3 separate regions of the Mus musculus genome follow, and all the other regions are linked to region 2. The links are chromatin contacts, called in public HiChIP or PLAC-seq maps. All regions are on one chromosome and are shown on one strand. Each heading gives the region's core, a stretch centred on a gene start, on an enhancer-like site or on the middle of the called end of the contact. The rest is flanking DNA. Distances are from core to core; before and after follow the strand shown.

What was found. HiChIP or PLAC-seq counts read pairs in DNA pulled down with a chosen protein or histone mark.
Region 1: a contact with region 2 is called in an H3K27ac HiChIP or PLAC-seq map of embryonic stem cells, with 2.6 times the contacts expected there. The contact joins the enhancer-like site here to the promoter of 4930553P18Rik in region 2. A contact is called at or near these places in 7 of 39 promoter capture datasets (the C10 cell line, cranial neural crest, embryonic stem cells and 4 more), 2 of 115 datasets of contacts at active chromatin or transcription factors (embryonic stem cells and pancreatic cancer cells) and 2 of 9 other capture datasets (liver and macrophages).
Region 3: a contact with region 2 is called in an H3K4me3 HiChIP or PLAC-seq map of neural tube, with 4 times the contacts expected there. The contact joins the promoter of Pcyox1 here to the promoter of 4930553P18Rik in region 2. A contact is called at or near these places in 9 of 39 promoter capture datasets (3T3-L1-derived adipocytes, the C10 cell line, the SN4741 cell line and 4 more), 9 of 484 Hi-C or Micro-C datasets (CD4 T cells, CD8 T cells, the N1E-115 cell line and 3 more), 12 of 115 datasets of contacts at active chromatin or transcription factors (bone marrow-derived macrophages, embryonic forebrain, embryonic limb bud and 7 more) and 2 of 9 other capture datasets (adipose tissue and liver).

What each region holds. Positions count from the first base shown.
Region 1 is chr6:86,320,935-86,325,282 of GRCm38.p6, forward strand. No RefSeq gene overlaps it. Among named protein-coding and RNA genes, the nearest start is that of Fam136a, 43 kb to the right of the region's middle. Within about 2 kb of position 2,562, at least 36 of the 459 cell types and tissues checked have an H3K27ac peak or open chromatin away from gene starts, as enhancers often do. A contact at or near this core is called in embryonic stem cells, where this site is marked.
Region 2 is chr6:86,002,684-86,006,874 of GRCm38.p6, forward strand. 4930553P18Rik (RIKEN cDNA 4930553P18 gene) reads left to right here and starts at 1,670. Exons shown (of 2, transcript NR_155305.1): 1 at 1,670-1,859. It overlaps Gm33319 (a long non-coding RNA gene), which reads right to left. Exons shown (of 5, transcript XR_003956459.1): 1 at 760-4,191.
Region 3 is chr6:86,395,007-86,399,462 of GRCm38.p6, forward strand. Pcyox1 (prenylcysteine oxidase 1) reads right to left here and starts at 2,144. Exons shown (of 6, transcript NM_025823.4): 1 at 1,967-2,144; 2 at 908-1,114. The coding sequence starts at 2,078.

The DNA of each region.
Region 1 (4,348 bases), core at 1,312-3,811, 320 kb after region 2:
ACCCTCATACCGAAAGTTCTAGAGACTGGGAGGCAAAGACCCAAGTATCAGCATGGCTGCTTTTTCCTGAAGCCTCTCTTCTAGATGCTCCCACAGCACCGCATGCTTCCCTCTGTGGGCATGTCCTACAAGGACACCAGTCATGAGCCACAGGGAGTCTTGCTAACAGTATCATATCGCTCAATTAGCTCTTCAACATCTCCAGACCTGGAGGGTCCAGTGTCCCCTCTTCAACATAGGACATTGGAGAAGGCACAGTTTGGCCCAGAGCACCCAGTCATGTCTTCCTCTGAATATGCTGGTAGGAGTTGTCAAAATGCTCCCCCTCTCTCAAGGGTATGTGGGCTAGTGTGTTTGAACATTGATCTAGAATTTACCATGAAGATGAGGGTCTGCAAAGTCCAACAGCCATAACAGGACACAGCCTTGAGGGTCACCACCTAGCACTCAGGAGGAACTGCCCTGGACTGGTCTAATGACCTTGTCACATTCTCTCAATGTGCTCCACCCAGCTCCCTGTGCAAGTACAGAGTAAGTGGAGAACTTTCTAGAAGAAACAGAGATTCATCTGCCCCTTTTGACATGGAACAAGACTTCTGGGTTAAAGAGTGAAGGGCAGCTAACTGGATGTGGTAGGATCACGCCTGTGATCCCAGCACTCTGAAGATCGGAGGCAGAAGGTTCAGAAGTTCAGGGTTATCCATGACTACATAGGGGATTGAAGGCTATCCTGGGCTGCATGTGGCTCTGTCTTTTAAATTGAAGAAAAAGAAGAAGAAGAAGAAGAAGAAGAAGAAGAAGAAGAAGAAGAAGAAGAAGAAGAAGAAGAAGAAGAAGAAGAAGAAGAAGAAGAAGAAGAAGAAGAAGGGGAAGGGGAAGGGGAAGGGGAAGGGGAAGGGGAAGGGGAAGGGGAAGGGGAAGGGGAAGGGGAAGGGGAAGGGGAAGGGGAAGGGGAAGGGGAAGGGGAAGGGGAAGGGGAAGGGGAAGGGGAAGGGGGGGAGGGGGAGGGGGAGGGGGGAGGGGGAGGGGGAGGGGGAGGGGGAGGAGCTGATTTGTAAAGAACTTGGCTACTATGCAGGAGTCCTGGGCTCATACCCAGAGCTTGGGTGCTGGATAAGATAGTGTAACCCCTTTATCCCAACCCTTAGAAAATGGAGGCAAAAGGATCAGAAGTTCAAGGTCCTCCTCAGCTACACATCGAATTCAAGGCCAGCCTGGGATCCATGAGAAGCTACAGTGAATGAGAAAAGGAAGGCTCCTGGCTCCTCCACTCAAGACCTGAGGCCGCCAGGGCTGCTACCAGCCTAGACACCAGCCTAGACACCAGCCTACACTGTGTGTGTGGGGGGGGGGGGGGGGGAGCTCCTCCCTCTGCTTCACGCTTTCTTCAGATTCTTCAAGAGGCTTCAGCAGCTTCCTGCAGACAGAAATCTGCCACTGCCTGCCTGCTTTTGGAAACTCATGAAAGCAAACCAAACACAGCACCGGGCTGTTCCCCATCTGGGAAACCATCTTCTGATTGGTTTTACTTTTTCTTTTCTTTTAGTCACAAAGACAGCATGTGAACCCTACTACACAGAGCCGGTTGTATGCTGTTTCTCAAAATAGACAGAGTGGATGTGTTATGAACTAAGCCAAAGTTGGAGGAAGAAGAATTGATAAGCAAAAACAAAACAGATTTAAAACAAAAAAAACAAAAAAAACAAAAACAAAAAACAATCCTAGGGCTGAAGAGACCACGTGGGGGGTTGAGTGTGCGCTGCTCTCAGAGGGCCCAGATTCAGCTCCCAGCACCCCACTCTCAACTGCCTATGGTGTCAGCTCCAGGAAATCCAATACCCTCTTCTGGCTTCTGTGGGCACCACATATATACAGAAATCCACACACAGACACAGATACAGATACAAACACATTAAAATAAAAATAAATAAATAAATAAATAAATAAACAAACAAAACAAAACAAAACTCCCCCCCCCCCCCGCCCCCCACGAGACAGGGTTTCTCTGTATGGCCCTGGCTGTCCTGGAACTCACTTTGTAGACTAGGCTGACCTCGAACTCAGAAATCCCCCTGCCTCAGCCTCCCGAGTGCTGGGATTAAAGGCGTGCGCCACCATTACCCTCTTGCCAAGGAATTTGAGACGCGGGCAGGGCAAGTTTGTCTAGATCCTACCAGAGCAACATGGAGGGAACATCAGAAATGCCTGTGACCCTGGCTGACTCAGCAGAGCTCATGCAAATGAGCATGTAAATGAGAATGCAAATGAGCACGTCTCCCCACCTACCCAGCCGCACAGCTTTGTGAACAGGGTGGAACTTGGGTTGCTTGATGACTCTCAGGTCAAACAGTCCCGTGGTCTGCATTTGTCAGAAGGCCTGGGTTTCACTGAACTAGGGAGCGAAACCCTCAAACTGCCCACATGTTTCTCATTCAACCCCCACTTCCTCCCACCAGGGGTTTTCCTTTGCAAAGTCGGTGGAGCAGGTATGGAAGGTGACTTCCCAAACCTGGACATAAAGGTACCTTTGCTTCCGGCTGAGGCAACACCATGATCTAGCCCCAGGGCCTTCACAGCCCAGTGGAAAGTATGGTGGGTTCAGTTGGGAGACTGAGCCCAGGAACTCGATCTAGCTATGGCGACACACATTGCCCTCAATGTCCAAGTACACACCAACTCAGAATAGGTCCAGTTGACCAATTCTGGGTACTTGGAGATGAGAAGGGTAGGGCTGGAGAAATGGTTCAGCCAGTAAAGTGTTTGCTGTGTAGACGTGAGATCTGAGATCACTCCTCCGAATCCATGTCTAAAACAAAATTTTTCATTTAAAGAAAAAAATGGATGAGGTAAGACACGCTTGTAATCCCAGCACTGGGGAAGCAGAGATGGATAGATCCCTGGAGAATTTCAGATCAGTGACAGCTCCTATCTCAAAACAAACAAACAAAAAAACAAAAAAACAAGGTAGGGCTAGGTGCTTCCAGGAGTGAGGGCACTTGCTGAGCAAGCCTGACAACCCAAGCTCAGTCCCTGGGAGCCATGGCAAGGTGGAAGGAGGAAAGTGACTACAAAGTTATCCTGACCTCCACGAGTGTCCCACAGTGCGGGCATGCGTTTGTGTATGTACACGAGCGCATGTGTGTGTGTGTGTGTGTGTGTGTGTGTGTGTGTGTGTGTGTGTGTGTGTCTGTGTGTGTGTGTGCGCACCGTCGCGCGCACACACACCAACACACATAAGGTGAGAATATGTGAAATTTCATATGTAGAAAGCAGTGTGCTCTGAAAACATGCCAATAAGCAGTGCCTCTGTTCTCAGGATAGGGGCGTGCTCCATAATGGGCCCCATGAGCCCTCTTGTCCCCTGCAGAGGGCTCCTACCCAGGCTATTCCACACTGACCAAGGGACTACAGGTGACTGTACTCTTCCTTGAATGTGGACTTCTCTGCCAGAGGCCAAGGGTAATATTTAATATCCACAAGGGTTTAATCAAAAGGGCTTGTTTTCCACCCCACGTAATCAAAAGGAAAGGATTCCTAAACAGAGCCAACATCCGTGCACTCAGACATCTCAGCAACATGACTGGCTTTCAGAACCCTGGAACACTAATGGGCTTGAAAAGGCAGGAGTGGGCAAAGCCTCCTCCGCAGTTACCACCAGCTCATTTTTCATTCATTAAAGAAAAGTCTCACACTGGCCAAACTCAGGGTGCTATTATTCTAATTGGGAGAAAAGCCCAGACCTAATACATGATAGCCCCAAGGAATGAACAAAATTGGATGAATCAGCCTGACTTGCTGGGATAAGAAACTGAGGAAGTGGCCCAGACCTGGGCAGAAGTCCCAACCCTACAAGAGAACAGGTAAAGAAAACATTCTAGCAAGCCCATTCTTCCTGCTATGCCCAGCCCCAGCCTCAGCCCTTGCCCCAGGCCTCCTGTGTATAGATGAGGTGGATGGCTGAGCCACTGCCCCACCTGGTGAAGTCTGTCAGAAAGCCATCATATGAGGAAGCACTGAGAAAGGCCTGACTGCACAAGCCAGAAATACAGAGAAAGCAGTGACTGGCTATAGCATGGGGAATACAGAGAAAGCAGTGACTGGCTATAACATGGGGAATACAGAGAAAGCAGTGACTGGCTATAGCATGGGGAATACAGAGAAAGCAGTGACTGGCTATAACATGGGGAATACAGAGAAAGCAGTGACTGGCTATAGCATGGGGAATACAGAGAAAGCAGTGACTGGCTATAACATGGGGAATAGAGAAAGCAGGGACTGGCTATAGCATGGGGAATACAGAGAAAGCAGTGACTGGCTATAGCATGGGGAATACAGACAAAGCAGTGAC
Region 2 (4,191 bases), core at 420-2,919:
GCTGGCTTTTTTTTTTTTTTTTAAGCTTTATTCATTTATTATATGTAAGTACACTGTAGCTATCTTCAGACACACACCAGAAGAGGGCGTCAGATCTCATTACAGATGGTTGTGAGCCGCCATGTGGTTGCTGGGATTTGAAATCAGGACCTTTGGAAGAGCGGTCAGTGCTCTTAACCACTGAGCCATCTCTCCAGCACCACCACCCCCCCCTTTTTTTTTTATATATAAGTTTAGTTTTAGTTTTTTAAGGTCTTTGGACTGTCTCCCCACCTCTACTCCAGTTTTTAAGAATTCACTGTATTTAGGGTTTTTTGTGTAAAAAAATGTCTTGGAGGAAAAAGAGAGTGGATAATTGGGCAAACGTCTGACTCTTCTGCACTAGGGTCAGGCAAGTTCTGTACTGGGATTCTGAACCCCCAGGGAAGCTGCCGGACTTGAGGATACCCAGGAGATAAAACGCAGGACTTAGCTGAAGTCTGGGGAAGGAGAGAGGACAGTTGCAAGCTGTGTCTGATTCTAGGCATTGCTCACTTGAGAATCTAAAAGGAAGGGCTAACCGAAGGAAGCCCGGGAAAGGAGTTTTTAGGTACTGATGGTTTAGACATAAAACTAACCGACTTGGATTCTGGGACAGCGAAAGTCCAGTCTGGCCACACCAGATTCAGAGACTCCTTATTTGTGGAGATAAAACTACTGACTTTTGAAATCTGGGAAAGGGAGCAGACAGTTGCAAGAAGGAAAGTAAAAATTACCAACACCTGTAAGCAAAGTAGCAAAATCATCAGCAAGAACAGCAGAAACTCCCTCAAGTGACTCTCTCCGCCTCCAGCGTCCTGGAAGGGACAAAACATCTCCAGCTGGTACCTAGGGCAGGGTGTCTTCAACCCAGATCTGACCCCTTGTGCCTTCAGCACCCAAATAACGACCTGAGGACTGTTGGGCGCGAGCCTTCCTTGTGCGCATGCGCACTGGTCTGCACTGGGGGGTGGGGTGGGGAGAGACCGCGAAGGGCTTCACTCTGCAACTGGAGTTTATATCCGCTGCGCCCTCTACAGGTCGGGGCAGGTAGTGCGGACGTGCTAGGTGGCGCTCCCACCTCAGAATCTCAGTTTCTCAGACCAGGAGCGAAAGTTCAATTCTCCTCCCGCGCTGCCCCACATGTCTCTGTGTTCTTTATGTACATTTTGTCATTGTTCATAATATTTACTTTCATGCATGTATAGTCTCTTTCCTGACAAAATAAACACTATAAATTTGAAGTATGTTCCCAAATGATGCGCATCTCTTTATATATATGCATATATATTCATATTATTGTTATAAAAGCCTCAGAGAAGTTCACCGATTACAGTCAGTGTAACTAAAAGTGACGCCATTTATTTAACTGTTCAATATTTTGCGGACATATTCCTGTTTGGGAGGTGTTTGTGTTTGGTTGGGTTGGGGTTTTCATCTTCTCTAACAGAAAATGCCTTGCCTTGAACATTATGAGAGGTGAACATGAATGTGTTTAACAATCCCATTGAACGGCCAAAAATGTTATCAAGCCACCCTTCTATTGAGAGCTGTCACAGACCAGATGCCATGATAGCTATGCACTGTACCGTAAAAGAGCTAGGGAAACCTTTCCTGTCACCTCGCCACCAAAGCAGAGCCGTTAGTCTTGCATTCGGAAAACCGTCCCGCTGCTACACTTGTATTGGGGAAACCTTCCCCAGTGGAGCTGAGCTGTAACACACATTTGCTCTGACTCGGATAGACTCTCCTGGTGCCTTGCTCCCCCTAGTGGTCTGAGCCGTCCAGTCCACCTACAACAGACTCGATCGCTCAGCACCCCGCCCACCAGCTGCAGTTAGGTAAGCACCTTCTTTGATGTAAACATTTCCCTGTGTCCGACGAAGTGACCACTGGGTGTCCGGCAGCCCTTTAGTACTCTTGGAAGCAGAGGTGACCTCAGCCACAGTCTTTAAGGCTGTGGCTTGCCCTCTTCACTTGCCGCCATCCCACCACCCTTAGGGCTATAATCCTGCAGCTTCTTCAGGTCTATCATGGGACTTCCTCTACACCCCCTATAGCCGGCCTAACCTCTCCCCAGTTCTCCCTTTGTGAGGGTGGGGGTGGGGTTGCTGGGGTGGATGGCATGGTAAGAGCATGTGTCTCCTTATTCAGTGATCTCTCTCAGGTAGAGGAGAGGTTGGGCTCTCACATCACTAATCCCTCTTTTATTAAAGAGTCCCAGTGTCATCAGCCTCACCTTCCATGACTTCTACACGCTCCTCACCCGCAACCTTCTCTCCCCCAGCATAGATAGGTCTGGGGCCAGCCTAGGGCACATGTAGACAAAACCCACCAAACTAATGCTGCCCACCCAGTCTGGGCTGACAAAGAACCAGACAGGGTTCTGAATGGAACTACACAATTCTGGGGCATTTTAGCTAGAGACCAACTTATAAATTGCCTCCTGCCCAGTCTCCACAAGGTGGTCAATTATAAAGCAAACAAACAAACCAAATGAGCCCCAGGAGATCATCCAGGACAAACATGAAAACCTGTCTCAAGTTTTAGACCACCTTACAAATACACCTGTCTTACAGTATAGCAATCTGGATCCAGAGACCCCAGATGGAAAACGACTCCTTCTTCCAGAGTTTCTCCGATATTAGGGCCAAACTTAAACATCTAGAGAAAGGACCACCGTTTTTGGCCTCACTCATTGTCTTATTAGTTTCTCTCACTTTGCTGCTTGTTAATTGCTCTAAGCCAAATATCTCTATCACAAAAATTCCATCAATGACAGGCCACCCTGGAAAGCTCTGTCCCCCACCCCCACCCCGGCCACCAGAAACCCTGTATAAACCCTCCCTTCTGCTCAGTCCCCTGCTGCTTGTTGCCTGAGCAGAGGCAGCCAACTGATTTTCCCTTCCCAATAAATCTCTTGCATGAGGTTTGTTGTGCAATGTGACTTTGTGGTATTCCTTGGCTCCTGACTGCCAGCTGTACCATTTTCCATGGGGAAACCTTCCCCTCCTGGGGCAGAGATGTAAATGCTTACATGTACAGCGCGGTTTTATGTTCTAGTAAACACCACAGAGAACAACAGAGGGCAAGATTTCCACAGCATTGAGCAGAGGGTCGGTGTCTCCTAGGATATCTCTGAATTTACCTATTGTGGAACTAAAGGACAGGGCATCTGAAGTCAGAGTAGTAGATTAAGTCCCAGGGTAGATTAATAAAGACCACTAATAAAGACCTTTTACTTAGTGTGTAATTTCTGAAAGTACCTCACAGCCACTCATGATAATGTTCATTGCATAAGCTGAAGGAAAACTCAAGAATTATTTTCTTAAAAATGAGTGAATGAATGGGCAGGTGGCTATTAGTTAAACTTTGAGTGACAGTCATATTTCAATCCACATGTGTTTATAATCATGAAAACTCAACCATAATGAAGAACTGATCAATATATATTACTAATTAGAAATGTAAGAGGCATATGTGAACCGAACAAAGTTTGCTTAAATTGAAGAGACTGTAAACACAAATTAGGCACATTCCAAATTGACATTAATTCATGGAATAGCTCTTTGAAAAATATAGAAAACAGTACGTGGCCCCAAGAAGAAAGAGGCACAATATAATATGCAAATATGGCTCGAGTCTATCAGTAATGGAAAAACCCAAATGGATCTTTTACATCAAGTCTTCCAGAACACACAAAGTTAATTTGAGGACATGCTCATCCTAAAATGACCCAAGAAAATTCAGACTTTTTTGATGGACTGAAAATAAAAATTGATCACAGAACACTATCAAATGGATTTGACAAAACAGTAATTCCATATGCTGAAGATAAATTCATTCCAGAGATCCAATTTCAGTATACTCAAGCCAATGAACATAATACATCAAAGAAATGATATTTTATATGTATCATAATAAATGTGTGTATATTTATACTGTGCATCATATTGCTGATCCTAACAATAAAGTGAGACCTAATAATATCTCTGCTTTCTTCTGTAAAACATTTATATAATTCATTATTTTTGTTTATTTCTGTAACTTCATTGTGTAGTCTTTTAAAATCAGATGATTTCACCTTATTTCTATGTGTGTGTGGATTTGTGCACATGGGTTCAGTGCCTGTTGTGGTTAGAAGAGATGATCAGATGCCCTGGATCTGGAGTC
Region 3 (4,456 bases), core at 894-3,393, 390 kb after region 2:
AGGAGATGGGTCAGAAAATCTCATACCTGTACCAAACTAAACCCACTAGTCTCAGTCATGGAGAAGAAAGCCTCTGCCAGGGCTGGGAAGGGCACCCGAGGAGTAAGAGAGGTCCCATCCTACGCAAGCCTCAACTTTGCAAAACTGGGAAACTCAGGTAAATGGGAAACGGCCAGAGTTACACAATATTCCCTAAGAGAAGGCTTGCACAGGCCTGCCAGCCTTCCCCGAACATGGCCCGCTCCTCTGCCGACAACGTGTCAGTCATGTGTCCCCGTGAGTACATGTCTGAACCCTGTCTGAACGACTTCAAGCCAAGTGTTGGAAGCCCATGGATCTCATTTTCTCAGCAGCAGAATGAGCTAAAAACACTCTGCTAGCTCAAAGCACTCTGATTTCTCAACCCAAAGCCTGAAGTTTAAGAACTGACAACAGGGGGCTGCAACATGGCTCAGCCCCAAATGGACTGCACCTGGGTTCAATTCCTGAGACCCACACAGTAGAAGAAAAAGAACTGACTGGATCAATTGTCCTCTGACCTCCATACACACCCTGTGGCACTCAGACCAACACCCCCACCCCACAGTTATACAAAATAAATAGCTAAAATATAACTTTTAAAAAAATTTTTTTTAATTTTTTTTTTAAAGAATTAACAGCAACAGCCACCCTCACTCAACCCCATGGCTGTAATTCCAGAGAGCTGATGCCACACAGATAGCTTAGAGTCTCATTACAGGAGAGTGGCTCGATGCTAAGCTGGGACCAACTGCTAAACCCCACAGCAAGAGAAACAGTTTCACCAACTTCTCTGTAGAAGACAAGGCAGAAACATCAGTTCTCTGTGTTAGGAAAACACATACGGCCAGTCACACATAGTGTTGCTTAGTGCTATGAAATCACATACCCAGCTCTTTGACAAATCGCTTCATGTGCAAATTTAGGGGGTGAATGACTGAACCCCCTGCCTCGTAGTCATGACCTTGCACCTTCAAAGTGGCCAAACGGCCCCCGACCTCTTCTCTCTCAAACACGTCAATCTTCACGTCCTTCCCAAATTTCTTCCTTAGATAATAGGCGGAGGAAGTACCACCGATTCCAGCACCGACTATTGCTATACGGAGGGGGGGAAAGGAAAAGAGGAACCGTTTGTTTCCCCTCCTATCAGTGTTGCTTTTGTTTTTGAAAAGCCATTAACCAATAATAGCCATTACTCAAGACTAAAACTAACAGCTTGGGGAAACCTGAGGGAAGGGGTTCTCTTTAAAGACAGACTCCCTGAACCTAGACAGGTGCTATAGATGAAGTTACAAACTGACAGTTGGTCAAAAGATGCCCAAAGGTTCTCCCAGGTCTTTGTGGAGGCACCACCGGACCCAGGGACCCTGCTGTGCCCAATTCCTGGGGAAGTATGAATGGGCCCCTCCAGCACGCATTTTAAATAAAGCAGACGCCATCTTCGCCCAGCTTTGTTCTTTGTCTCTCTATGGCCCCAACACCATTAACGATCCCGAAAGACACAGCTTCAGATGGGAATAGACACCCAGGAATGAAAACCCGAGGCAACCAAAGCCACGAAGAGACCGGGTTCTCCAGCTAGCTGCAGCAGTTGCAGTAAGCAGAGCGCAGGTGCGGGGAGGCGGTCCCAGTCCTTCTCGGGGGAGGGGATCTGGAGGTAGGGGAAGAGAGACTGGTCCCAGTGCAGAGTCTGCGTGCCCCAATCGGCCGGACAAACAGACTTAGCTCCAGGGACAGCTAGAGGCGGGCTCTTGAGGGCGTTCAGCTGCTAGAGCCGAGGGCCTCCCAGGCTGGAGCTGCACGGATACCGAGTCCCTGGCTAGCACACGCCTCCAGTGGCACTCCTCCAGACTCGGAGCGCACGGCCCGGTCTCCGGACCCCGATCTCCACCCAGCCCTGGGAAGACCGACCTAGGCATCGCCGCGCCTCTGTATCCCCCGCACCTACCGATCCTGTTCGGCGGGGCCCGGGGCTCGGCGCTCGCCAGACTGCCCAGACCACATAGCAGCAGCCCCAGCCAGAACAGTGAGCCCACCAATGCAGCGGCGAAGCGCCCCATGGCCTCCCGCAGCTGCAGACTGACCGCGGGTCCGCCAGCAGACCCTGCTCTATGCGTCTGCGCGCTTTCGCCCCGCCCAGACCACGCCCCAGAGCACACGACCACGCCCACTCGTCCCACCCAGGTCCTTTGCTCCCCAGGCTCGCCGATTTTGTGTTATCTAATCCTGGTCCTCTGTGCCCCCGAAGTACACTCTGGTCCCAGAAGCCCACATCCAAGGCGCAGGTTGAGGGCCACCTCAGCTCTCCTTTCCCGCCTCTCCTGAAGATGCATCCTTCTTCACAAGTGCCCTCTACAGTCCCCAAAATCGCGAGCTTGTAGAGAATGCACGTGGCCAATCTCAGTCTAAACCAGGCAAACCGGCCGCAAACATTTCTAAAGTGAGCACTTTGTTCCAGGGACTCAGCTGCGTGATAAGAAAAGGAAGAGAGATGGGGTATTGTGAAGTAAGAGGAGCAAAACACGGGACCCACGTCCATACGAATAAAATTAGAACACCAAAGTGGCCTCTCACATACGGTCTGTTTCCAAGTTGAAGACACTAGAGAAGACACAAAAACAAGAAATGCTGTCTACTTTCCTCCAATTGCCTAAAAACAAAACACTGAGTGTGTATGGGAGAGTGGGGGTGCTGGAGACATGGCTCAGTAGTTAAGAGCACTTCCTGCTATTTATTCCACCGGACCTTCCTCTGGCACACTTGTAAGCATAACAAAATTTTAAGCACTGGAGAAATGACTCAGTGGCTAAGAGTGCTACTGAGTTCTGTTTCTGAGGCTTACAACTGCCTGTGCCAGCAGTGCCAGGGGAACTGTCACCCTCCTCTGACCTTCCAGGGCACCAGAACACACACAAACACATAAATAAAAATAAACATACACACAAGGACAAAGGGATCCTCCCTTCTCTACCTGAGGGATGTGGGTTTATCACCAAAGGCAATTTTAGACATCTTAAGTAAAATTCCTAGGAAGCCATTAGTTTGGCCTGAGCTACTGGGCTGGATGGATGGACAGCATGCCAACTCAATGGGGAATCCCCATCGGAAGCTGCGTGCTACCAGAGGTGAAACTAAATTTTCTGGTTGACCTTCATAGGAAAGGGAGCTGGTGACATGCCTCTGTTAGCAGATCCGAGAACGATGTCCCCTATGCTTCAACCTTCCCAAAGAGCATAACTTCAAAACCAGTCAGCTCTTTGTTTCCAGCTTCTGCCTTCCTCTGCCCTGGGCAGTCTAAAGAGCCAGGCTTCTCCTCCAGATGTAGGAAGAGCTGTGCTATGTTATAGAACAAGGTGTTCTCACTTCTAGTCAGCTGAGACCTGTCAATATCTTGTAGTTTTGGTTTTTCCACAGATCTTTGTTTTTTCAAACAGAATCTCAAGTAACCCTTTCTACCTCTTGTGTGCTGGGATTTCACAAACTTTCACCAGTAAGAAATTCACATAACAAGCCTGACCCCGGAGCCTTTCTCCTGCCATATATTATTTGCCTTCTCTTGGTTTCCAGCCCTAAGAACTCAAACTCTTCTTTGCCACCTTATGCCTTGTCATGTCTCTAAAAACTGACTATCCTTTGAAGGCGACTTGTATCCTAAGCCAGCTTCTGGAGAGCTGTTCATTCCTTGGAGAAGCTCTCAATTTTCTGTCTGTTTTTCTCTTATTTACTGAGACAGAGCTCACTATGTAGCCTCGGCTGGGCTTTAACTCAAAGAGATCTGCCTGCCTCTTGTCTCCTGAGTGCCGAGATTAAAGGGCTATGCCACTGTTTGGGTTATTGTTCTCTTGTTGATGTGGTTTTGTTACAGGGGTCTGTCCTAAATAAGGAATCATAAAAATGAAGAAAATTATTTTTTTCCTCTCCCCTAAACTGATGTCATACTATAAGACACACACGCACGCACACATGCACGCACAGTGTGTACTCAGAATGAATTCTGAGGAGATGGTTCACTGGGTAAAATGCTAGGTTTGCAAGCATGAGAACCTGAGTTCAGATTCCCTAGAGCCCATGAAAAAGATCTGGATTCAGAAGCACGTGACTATAATCCCAAAGCAGAAAGACAGGATGGTCCCTAGGGCTTGCTGGCCAGGCAACCTAACCTAATTGGCAAGCTCCCAGTTTAGTGGGAGACTCTATCTCTAAGGTAAAAGCTGGCTAGTCAGGGCAGTGGTGGCTCATGCCTTTAGTCCCAGCACTTGGGAGACAGAGACAAGCAGATCTGAGTTTGAAAGTAACCTGGTCTCTTGGAACCCAGTCCAGGAATAGAATCTTGTGAGGAGAATTCTGAGTACAGGTGAGAACACTTCAAGAAAAACAAGACCTTGTGACCTCAGTTTCTTCAAAACATGGAATTGTTTCTGGAGTCTGTTTCCATGCT